Regions from separate parts of the Mus musculus genome. Here region 1 is linked to region 2. A link is a contact called in public Hi-C data. All regions are on one chromosome and are shown on one strand. The core of a region is the stretch at or near the end of the contact, and the rest is flanking DNA. Distances in the headings are between cores, read along the strand shown.

The links. A called contact is a pair of places that touch in the nucleus more often than the background predicts.
Region 1: a Hi-C map of liver shows a contact between it and region 2, with 2.7 times the contacts expected there. The contact joins two enhancer-like sites. A contact is called at or near these places in 1 of 15 datasets of contacts at CTCF or cohesin (the NIH/3T3 cell line), 5 of 484 Hi-C or Micro-C datasets (B cells, CD4 T cells, CD8 central memory T cells and 2 more) and 5 of 115 datasets of contacts at active chromatin or transcription factors (the NIH/3T3 cell line, extraembryonic endoderm stem cells, hepatocytes and 2 more).

The regions. Positions count from the first base shown.
Region 1 is chr15:67,144,924-67,151,002 of GRCm38.p6, reverse strand. The region is part of intron 2 of St3gal1 (ST3 beta-galactoside alpha-2,3-sialyltransferase 1); the gene reads left to right. Among named protein-coding and RNA genes, the nearest start is that of Gm31400, 22 kb to the left of the region's middle. Within about 2 kb of position 4,457, at least 170 of the 459 cell types and tissues checked have an H3K27ac peak or open chromatin away from gene starts, as enhancers often do. A contact at or near this core is called in hepatocytes and liver, where this site is marked.
Region 2 is chr15:67,421,690-67,427,131 of GRCm38.p6, reverse strand. No RefSeq gene overlaps it. Among named protein-coding and RNA genes, the nearest start is that of 1700012I11Rik, 200 kb to the right of the region's middle. Within about 2 kb of position 3,046, at least 14 of the 459 cell types and tissues checked have an H3K27ac peak or open chromatin away from gene starts, as enhancers often do. A contact at or near this core is called in hepatocytes and liver, where this site is marked.

The sequences.
Region 1 (6,079 bases), core at 3,208-5,707, 280 kb after region 2:
CTTTGTTCGGTGTGGAAGGTGAAAGGAGTCAGCAGGCCCCATACCTCTGGGATGCTTCTGTTAGCCCAGGCAGGGAAAAATAGAATCACCAGTCAGTGGCAGGCACAGAGTGTAGTTTTGGCTTTGTGGAGGCTGTGGCATGTGCGGTTTGGAGTTCTCGGTAAAGACATAATATATTGCCATAGATTTAAAATAAAATATAAGCCTTGATAAGTGGGGTGCTCTGGGGGCCAGGTACCTTTCTCCTGGGTGAGGGCCATTCTCCAGAGATTTGCAGCTGAGGGATTATCTGGCTTTCTCTTCTGGGTATCTGGAGCTTTCAGGTGATGAACTGGTCATCTGCTAATGCCTAGACACACACTCAGAAGGAGGCCATTTGGGAAGGACAGGAATATTCACAATGGCATCTGGTAACATGGGTGTTCCTGGGTTTGTCTTCTGGCTGATGAAGATGGGTTGCAGTCTCTTGTTCCTTTCATGCTGCTGGGATGCTCAAAGACACAGTCTATACAATTTTTAGGCCAACTGTGGTGGTTTAAGGGTGTCCTGGCCCCAGATAATTCTATTGACTGGCTTAGTCACCAAGGAGTGGAACTGTTTGAGAAGGAGTAGAAGAATTAGAAGGTGTGACCTTGTTGAAAGACATATGTTGCTGGGGGGTGGTCTTTAAGGGTTCAAAAGCCTCTCTCTCTCTCTCTCTCTCTCTCTCTCTCTCTCTCTCTCTCTGCATGTTGCCTTCAGATCAGGCTGTATAGCTCTTGGCTACTGCTCCAGCACTATGCCTATCTGCTTCTTGCCATGATGATCATGAACTAATGCTTAAAAACTCTGATTAAGCCCTCAATTAGATGCTTTTCTTTCATAGGTAGGAGTTGCCTTGGTCATGGTGTTTGTTCGTAGCAGTAGAACAGTATCGAAGACACTGACCTAGAGATTCCACTTCGAGGCTGCATCCCAAGGACCAACTGAACTACAGAAGGGCTGAGCTGAGTGTGGGTGGAGCCTGTGGGAGTACCTTCAAAGGCTTGGCTAGAGCTCATTTCTTAGAGCACATGGCCAGTCACTGTGGGAACTAGCTACCTACAAGCCAGGTGCACTCCACTTATCAAGAGCTTGCATTTTGTTTTAAATGAGTGGCTTTGTATAATGTTTCCGTAGCAACAACTCCAAACCAATTGAGCCTTTTATGGAACAGGGGCACAGGGTGGTTTAGTAACCCACAGACAAGTGGTTCTGAGATGGTCTTTAGAAGTTGTGGCGTGCTTCCAGAGCCTCACCCACCAGCTCTATTGCCTTTTCAGGATCCCTGCTCCTAATTTTTTATAGCTTCTAATGCCTGAAAAAATAGCCTGAATGGCCAAGTTCAGGAACAGGTTTAAATGGGGTGCAACTTAGAATGGAATCATTCATAATGGGTGCGTGTAGAGTTTTCCCTAGAGCACTGGAATGTTCCAGGTATTAGGTGCTAAGGGGAAAGTCTCGCTTGTGGATAGAAAACAGTGAATACTGGGGGCTGGTGATGTAGAGTTCTCTCTCGGGCTTGTATACCTTCAGCTGTGCTTGTTACAGCAGGCTCATTTATCCACATTCATGAGCACCTGTTCCATTGTTCCAATCCTGAGACAACAGTGGCTTTTAAAGGTCAGGACCAGGAGTGTTCCTGCACGTGTGACTGCTCACTATCCAGCTTGTCGTGGGCTCTCTGCTATTACCTGCTTCTTCACTGTTGTACCGGATGTAATGCGCATCAGCCTCCCTTGGATCCAACACGTCACTTCAATGGACAATGGATATTTTCTGTCAACCACGGCAGCCAGTCCCAGTGTCACAGGGTGAGGGAGCATAACCACGGGCATGGAAATTTTGCAGGTGCTTTTAGAAGCCAACCCTACACAGAGTTCTTCACTGTTCACGGATGGCCAGCTTTTGGTCTGGCCACACCCAGCTGGTTGGAGGTATTCAGGCATTTACGAGTTCTGCAGATAATCTTGGTTTCAGGAGTAGTTTCTATCTGTATCCTTCCTCCTTCTAATGTTCATGCCTATGATTGCCCTGGTATAGAGTCTGAGTTCTGTGAGAGGAAGGAAAATCCTCAAAGTCTCCTCAGACTTCTCAGTCTCAGCTCTCCCAGTCTCACCCCTCCTGTGAGGCACAAAGCAGTCCATCTTCAGAACAGTGATTGTTACTGTGGCACAGCAAATCACGGTTCTGCTACTCACTGAGATATCCTGACCTCAGTTTCCTTACCTGTGAAATGGACAGAATAGCTAATGATACCGTAAATTAGTTGATATACAGAAACTTACTCAGAGTCCTTCTAGATGGATCTCACTCTGACGGACTGTATGAAACAGAAGAGTCACCAGTACGTATTGATCCAAGCTCAACTCTTGCTCCAGAGGGAAGGAAAGTTTATTCTGAGCCAAATACAAGTGACCGTGGATCAGGAACACAGACTTGGGTTGCCCCAAATGAAGTATTTTTCCTGTTTACTGCTAACATGGACTCTATAGTCACAGAACAAAAGAATGTCATAGAAAAATGCATATACTCAAAACTTCAGTGGGGACATCAGGTGGGCAGGTTCCAGCAAAGGGGGCAGGCTATCCCTGCTGTAGATTTCAGAGGCACTCTGATGACGTGCTTAGCTTTTAACTTGGTGAAAGCTGGTCGTGTGTTAATACACACTCAGGGTCTCACTTGAAGTTAGAATAATGTTAGGTCAGAGACAGGGATAGTTGATTATTAGTTATTAAGAAGACTTAAAAATAATCTGTAATGATTGTTTATGAGTCAGGGTCTTATATAGGCAAGCTGGCCTTGAACTTGCTATGTAGCTAAGGATAACCTTGAACTTCTGTTCTTCCTGCCTCTACTTCCCCAGTGCTGAGGTTACAGGTGGACAACACCATGCACCACTTCTACAGTGCTAGGGATTGAAGCCAGCATAGGCTAAGAAAGCACCCTACCAACTGAGCTACACCCCCAGCCTGGGGCTGTAATGTTTTCTCTCTGTCTACAACAGTTCAGCTACCCACAATTACTGAGCACTAGTCAATCTGCTAAATCTTCAACATAGGTGTGGCGTGTGTGTGTGTGTGTGTGTGTGTGTGTGTGTGTGTGTGTCTGTGTGTGTGTGTGTGTGTGTGTGTGTGTGTGTGTACTTGAGTTCACAACAAAAGGGTGGCTGTAGGGAAGGATAGAGATATGATGTCATAGCTCTTATGGCCACTCCAAAGGAAAGCCTGCTGTGCCTCAGGGACTTCATGCCCCTGTGGTTTGCGTATGTTCTTCCTTGCTGGAACAGCTCATTCTTTGCCTCATCATGAGTCAATTGTCATCTCTTCTTCAAAACTCATGCATGCACATGTCCTGTCTTCTGGGAATCACCCCTTTCCATATCCATTTTTACCCCAGTCTTCAACCAGGCTGTCTCCTTTGACATCTCCTACCCAACCTCCCCACTGCGTGTTATTGTCACCCTGGCCAGTCCTAAATAGCCCTGTGCTATTTAAAGAAGCAGGGCTGGTATTTCCTCTTTCCTTTGTGAGCCCCTGCCTGCACTGAGTGCAGTTTTTCCTTTCCAGCACCAAGGAAGGTGATGGACCAGGCAAGTCTAGGCATTCCCAATGCACTAGAAAATGTACTCCAATGCCAGGCTGTTCCCCACTGCTCTCAGAATCACAGGCTGGCCCACCGGCTCCATCAATAAACACAAAACTCAGAGTGCAGCTAGCTGAGTGGGTGGGGGTCAGGCAGGACTCCTGGGAATCTGTCTTTCCTCTTCAGCCTCCTCAGGTCCCTGCCACCCTGGACACCACCTCAGATCTAGTTTTAAGCCAATGGAAACCAAAGATCCTCTATCTGTGGCCTTGAGGTGTTTTGACTTTGGGAACTTTTCCTCTTTCTCGATACTGGCCCAAATAGCTACTACTTACATTCCTACATGCTTCCACTTTACTAAGCAAGCACACCCAAATAGTTTTCAGCCCTTTCTGAAATCAATGGCTGGGTGAGGAGGAGGAAGGGGAAGGGGAGGGTAACAGAGCCAGCCTGCCTGAGATCCATTTGGCAAGCCTTTGTGTTACATCCCACAGCTCGTCCAAGAGGCTGTTCGGGGAAGACACGTCACTATGTTGCTCAATGGTTTTTGTGTAAACACTTTTTCTAAGCACTGAAATTACCCTCTGTGCTGAGAGTAATGGCGATCGGGAAAAAAAGCAGGAAAAGGACCTTTAAGTTAAGGCTGGTGACGCAAACTTGCTTTTGCTTTTTGTCCTTTAGAACAGAATCACCCTCCTGCACTTAGCAGTCTCTGCAGATGGGCAGTGTACTCAATAGGGCCTCTACGGGTCAGACTCTGTCTCTCCCCATCCCCCTTCAATCCTATGCTTGAGTCAAGGAGAGTCACTCTAAAAGTGTTCCTGGAATCACCTTGAAAAATCATTGCACTGCATGGTGGTTGTGTAATATTCTAGCAAACAACAGTAGAACTTGGAAGTTTCCATCCCTCTATTGCTGCGTACTTGTGTGTCATGCACATCAATACATATGATCACGCTGGTTACTGTTACCAGCCCTGTGATGTTGTGAGCATTTTCCTTCGTTTGTACTATGTCCCGGGGATGCATTCCCAGGACCAGTGGAACTGCTTTCAGAATTTCTCCCACCTGTTTGCAATTGTGACCTTGCTGGGGAAGGAAGCCAGGAAGATTGGGAACAGAAGCTGGAAGATGATCACAAGAGGCTGGGAGAGGGACAGGGAAGAAAAACCCAAGAAGATCCCACAGCACTGTGAGATCGTGTAACAGGCAAGTGGATCTTTTTTCTTCGGGGCTCAGTATCCAGGTCATGGAGGAACAGGAGCAAGGAGATGTCAAACAAAGAAGAGGCAGGGCATGGAGTCAAGGGAGTTTGTTTCTGATAGAACGAGAACCTGTTCTCCAATCTTGCATTCCTCAGGGGCTAGCATGTGGGTGGGACAGGATGTTTGCTAGCAGTTAATGAGCTACACTGGACTGTGACCCACTTCGGGTCATCTTGGGTTGTTGATAATCTACAGGATTATTGCAACAAGCGTGGCTCGTGGGTGCTTGCTCCAAATGTCTGCCGAGCCTGCGGGTCATTTGTACCTGGTGGTGGTACTTCAGGGCTCCAAGAAATTGAGAATGCCTATGGGCCATGAGAGGTGGAATGCCCACATCCCTTTTGAATTCAGGGGCTTCCAAGATTCCAGCATCTGGTGGAATCCAAATAGCTTTGGCTCTTCTAAATGTCCTGAAGTCCAGAAGAACTTCCTAGCATAAGCCACACTTCATCAGCTACCCATGACTTAGATGTGAGAATGAGCCAGGGAAGGGAGGGTCATACACACACACACACACACACACACACACACACACACAGAGAGAGAGAGAGAGTGCCCCAGGGATGGGTTTGCATGTGGCAGGAAAGGCATCTTCGGGGAAATTCCTCACCCAGCTGCAATGTACACACCCAGCTGCTGAAGTTTTTCCTATGCCTCACTTCCTTTTTCTATAAACTGACATAACAAGACCTACATGAAGGATGATTTTAAGAGTTAACAAGTTAATAGAATAAAACTCCAAGGGGCAAGTAGATCAGAAAGGCTACAGAACATGCATGTGTGCATGTATTTCTATACACATATTCACCTTGTATGCATGCATAGATGTGCATGTACTTACTTCATTCATGTGATGCATATATGTATGTCCACAAAAGCACTGGGTCATATGCACTGCATTTTACCATTGTGTTATGTGTATCATATGCATTTATAAATACATTAAATGTCCTGTGCACATACTAAAGCCATTTTAAACAAACCCCACTGGTCACTCCAGCAATTCACTTGCTTCTTATTTCTGAGACTTAGAGTATTTAGTAACCAGTTCCTCCTGCCTCTGTACCCAGATTGAGAGACACAGGGGGACAGAACCACCAGTATGTTCCGAGGTACAAAATGTACAGAATGTAATTGCAAAGGTGGGGTACACATGAGTGACCAGCTGCTAAGAGCCACCTGCTCTCCTCTGATTTCCTGAAGTCCCTCTTT
Region 2 (5,442 bases), core at 1,797-4,296:
TCGAGGTGTCACAATGAATGCCTTCCTAGGGAGAATGGGTTGGTCATATGGCTTCAGAGCTTGGCCCGGCCTCTGCACTTCTTACTGCCTACTATGATGGTCATGGAGAAACAGCCACATGGTCTCAGATCCAGATAAGCTCTCCTCATGCCTAGTTAACTCCTCCCAAGCTCGTCAGCTCTCCAGTGCTACAACACACAACTGAGATCATCATATTAGAGAAAGGTTATTTGTCTGATATTTCAGAGGTATCTGTCCATGATCACTTAGTTGGCCTTGGTGCCCCTAGGGCCTGTGGCAGGGTAGCACATCATGTTAGGGAGTGAGCTATGAATCAAAACCACTCACCTCATAAACAAAAGAAAAGCAATGTTCTGGGGTACCTTACTCCCCTTGAGGGTACCCCTCCAAAGACCTAGTCATTCAACTAAAACTCATCTTAGAAGTTCTACAACTTTCCAATAGTAACATTCTCACAAACAAGCTTTTAAGCCAATCACTGTTGGGGATTTAACACCAAAAGATACCTTTTCAAAATTGTTTCATGATTCTTTAAACTGTCTCTATGCACCAGGCTGGACTCCCCCAATCTCTGCACTATCACACTATTGTAGCGATCAGGTACTTCTCAGGGGTTACATACTTCTTCACTAGCCCTGATAAAGCCCACTGGAGTGCCAAGCTATGACTCCAAAGATTTTCCCAAGGACCTTTGAGCTACAGATCCAATGAAGCTAAATGGCTTTCCTTGTTTCCTCCATAAACTCAGTCAGCATCCTTATCCTGCAGAATCAGCTAGGACCTGACTCCCAGAAGCCAATTACCTCTTTACTCCATCCCAGGTAACGTTCCCAGGTAGTACCTGCCTTTTGTCTTTTAATTATATGTTTAAAACCAACATCTCACAGGATTAAAGTAACCTGAGAGGGAAAGGAATTAAAGAAATGTTGGCCAAAATATTGTTATCGGTATTTAAGGTGTTTCCTGGAGTAGATGGTGACAGCATGGGAGATGGAACATTCAAAAGATATTTAGAGAGCTATGTGGTCCATAGGAAAGACCCTCCCCCCAAACTTCTTCCAAAATGTATGAGATAGGCTGTACAGAGAATGGTGAATATGCAAGTGGCAACTGGCTTTGCAGAGTGCTCCAACCATCTCTCACTGAGATTACTGGGATAAGATCAAGACAGTTTCTAGTTCTGACTCAATTCCTTGGGATGCTGTGTGATCCCATGTCACTCCTGTCAAAACCAGCATGCTACCTACCTGGTTTTGTAAATAAAGTTTTCTAGGAACACAAACAGGTTGTTTCCCTGTGTATTATTTCTATCTGCATTCACACCACAGGGCAAGGTCGAATGCTTGGGACAGAGACCTGGTAGCCAGCAAGGCTGGATTGTGCTCTCTTGGGTCCTTGAAAGTTTTCCAGCATAGCTTTAATTCAGTTTTTTTTTCCAGGAAGGCGCTTGAATCTACTAGTTTTCAGAGAGAAAATTGAGTTGAGTGCTGGAACCGTGAAGAGTAAGGATTCCCCAGAAAGCGATTGAATTTTTTTTTCCAAGAGAACCTGAGACGGGTGATTATTCTTGTTCTCTCTAATTTAATTCTCTTCCCCATTTATTATTATTAAATCCTGAGCTAGCAGATCAGCCTCGTTCTGGCAGACGTTTGCATAGATATGCCACGGAGCTAAATTTCTATTCCCTGGAGATTAGACATATACATGTTGTACTGATTAAAATAATATTTTTTAAAAAATGAGAAATGTTTAACTCTACAGGGAAGAGGGAGACAAAGGCTATAAGTCTGAAGGCCAGGTATAAAGAAAGACTTTCTTTGCTGGTCCCCATGGTTTGAGGGTGCCTTGAAGAAAGGAGTTCATAGAGGTAACACCAGTAACAGGTTAGCAATGCTGAGTGCATAATAGTAGGTCCTGTGGGTTGAACTGTGTCAGCTAACAAGTCATATTTACACATATCTGTGAATAAGATGTATTTGAAAATAGTGGCTTAGAAAGTGTAATCATTAGGATTTGATTATCATGGGTTCCACATGAGTCTTAAGAGAGTGACTTTTGGCATTGTTTTTAGCAAATGATGGAAATTTGAACAAAGATATGTAAAAAAAGATAATTCCATTGGATGAGACAGGCATACTTGAAGGACAGCCTTGTGAAGACATATGCATATACTAGGATTTTTCAGTGTTCAAGAAGAACTGATTCTAGAAAACTCCCATGAAGAGCAAAGTCTCTAGGTATTCAAGCTCTTTTTACATAACTGTGTGAAGTTTGCATATAACCAACAGATAGCCTTCTGTACACTTTAATCATTGCTAGATTCCAAACGTCATCTATTACAATGCAATGTAGATGGATAGTTGTACCAGATTGCTTAAAGACGATGACAAGAAGACAAAAGAGGCAAGAAAAGCGAAAAGAAATGAATCAAAGCATCAACCCAAAGCAATCCAAAGCCAAGTACGTAGATAAGTGATTATGATAAACAGAGGCAAAGAAAAATTAATTAAAGAAGTTGAAGACCCCAGAAAGAGAAAACACCTTCACCATGTGGGATATGTTGAAGAATAGAAACAAGGCTAAGTGTTTTCCATCTAATAGTAAAGCCCATACAAAGCCCTCCCCTAAGACCAGGGTCTATAGAGCACCCAGATCTCCTTCAATCTCTTCTCATTAACATGTAAGGACTTCCTATAGACCAGTACCAGCTTTCCAAAGGGAGTGTGGTCATTTCTCTAGGGCTACTTAAGGATCTTTCAGTTCCTTTCCTAACCACTACTCCTGCCCAAACTGTGATATCTAGATATACCATATTTCCTGATACAGTGTTTAGATGGCTCTGCTGCATGCTCAGAAGGAGGGGAACACTTACTTTCCCTTCACATGAATGAGTATTGCATCACCACCCTAGCCCCACGTGGAGATTCATGGATTAAATTTTAATCCTACTTTCTGTGTCACGCTGGTCACTGCACTTTTGTATTACAGCAGGCTTATTTATGTGATGGGGAAATGCTACTGACCTGACAGGAACTAGGTCATGGCATACACAAGGACACCACAGGATTGCTTAAAGTAAACAATTCTGACCAGGTTGATGTCGGTATATATGTGGGGAGTTTGTGGGAGGAGGGTGGCCTTACCACAGGTCTAAGAGAACTGTGAGAAGAACAGGGTTATCTCCTTCATTGGAAAAACAATGCTGTGGCCAAATTTTCTTTCCAAAATCACTCAGCCAATGAGAGACACATCCATGATTTAAACCCAGACTGCAGCTAGTGTGACGCCTTGATCATCATGTACTATGAGCTTGCTCATAGCCAGACATCCAAAGAGATCACCCAAATCAAGCCATGGCTATCACATTCCTAACTTGAACTTGGAAGAGAAAAAGCCAGGGACCACAGATAACTGGGCTGAGTTGCACTAGAATAATGTTCTTGAATCTTGATGGCAAGGGCTCATAACTCTGCCTGATTCCTCGAAAATCCTTCATTCTTCTCTACTGGCTGTACAGGGAATGGCATGTCCTAGCCAATGCAAAACATGGATAGAAGACAATGGCAAAAAAAGAGAAAAAATCCAGGGACCCCTTCACATCATTTCGTTTTCCTCTGGTATCTTCAGCAATTGTTTGGTCTCAGCCACTAGCTTCAGTTCAGTTCAAAAATAAGCATCCCACCTCATTGTTCCTAATTCTAGTTCTGGCTTTTAGTACTGAGCCCTCTTCTTAATTTGAGCATTACTCATCACATCTTCCATGCATCCTTGGCCATTGTAAGCTTTTTGCTATTGTTGTCCTGGAATGTTTGTAACCACTGTTTGAATTCTCATCATTTCCCAGGTTAGAGAGTAACTTCTCTATATTCAATGTGTTATGTTTGGAAGTCTAAAATGACATTGTTTTACCCTACTATAATTTGACTGATAAAATCCCAAAGGCCCCATCCTATGTCTATGGGTCTATGGTATTCCTGAATATTTTTTTAAGACTGTTCTAGTATCCTTTCAGTAAATCCCACCTAACATCTGTTAATGTACATCAACACATGTGTGTGTGCATGCACGTACACACACTTTCATTTTTAAGTTAAATAAAACTGATTTCATATTTTTCTTGACCAACCAAACTTTGACTTCTTCTGCACATGATACATGTCTATAAGCTATAAAGTAAGCATGCCCCTATCCCAGGAGATGCTCACTGTGTGTTTGAAAAGGATTAAATTGAACTCATTCAGCCCCAGCTGATATATACACATGCACACACATTGCAGAAGTAGAGCATTCATTTGTCCTTCATCCTCCCCATTACAAAACAATTGCTCTTCTCGATTTCAGCCTGGTTTTTCTTGCCTCAAGGTCTCAGGCGTGGCTGTCAAAGACTGAAGAAATGTTAGACGTGCTAAGTTGCTGCCTCCTAGTCAGAGAGAAACGGCATGCCACTTCCAGAGAGATGAAATGGAGACAAATAGTCGGATTCATAATTAAAAAGAACCTTTGGACCAGATCCAAAAGGTAATGAGAGACTACCCAGGGATTATTGAAAGGGAGGAAATTCCTAAAGACTGACATGGATGCTGGAATATTGGCCTCTGTCTATACAGAATATCTTGCAGGGGGAGCTCCTTGTCCAGGGGTAGGGCATATAGCATAGCATTGAATCTCCAAGTCGAAGAATGCCCTTACCTACACGGAGGAGGAAAAGAAGAAATGCGACCCCCTTTTCAGAGTTTGGAGGCCTGACTTCAATTTAGAGGGTTCAGGACCTAAGGGTGGAAGGGGCTTCTGAGGCAAAGAGCTGAATGGGAAGACAGAGGCCAGAGAACCAGAAGCCAACCCCACATCATCAGCCAACAACTCGAAAATGCATGTCTTCCTCTCTACGCCACCAGAGGGTCTGGTGTTATTAAGTGACTGAAATTTGCCATAATGAGACATGATTAGGATAATCCAGCCTCTTCTTTCCAAACCTTTTGAGCTGTATTCATCTTGGAGCCTTTAAAGAGAATTATTTTGATCAAATTACATTCCTTTCAGCCATGCCGTAAAAATGAAAGTTATGGAGGGAGGAAGGGAATGAGTGTGGGACTACGATGCATTGGATGATGATGTCGGGTAAGGGTGGGGGAAGGTACAGCCTCAGTCCATCTCTCCATACACATCTCCTATCATTATTTAAACAGATTTCCTAGGCATTATGACCCCATCTCGCTAGATAACTGGAATTCAGAGAGGTAAAATAATTGGTGTAAAACCACACAAGCAACCATCCCGGAGGAACACCAAGGTTAAGGTTACAATATAGTTCCTGCCTTTGTAGAAGCCAGATTGTCTTTGCTAAAGGAAGGAGAGGTGAACAAGTTCATACTCACATTCAATACTCTCATTAGTTAGTTTACTATTGTGACAAAATCAACA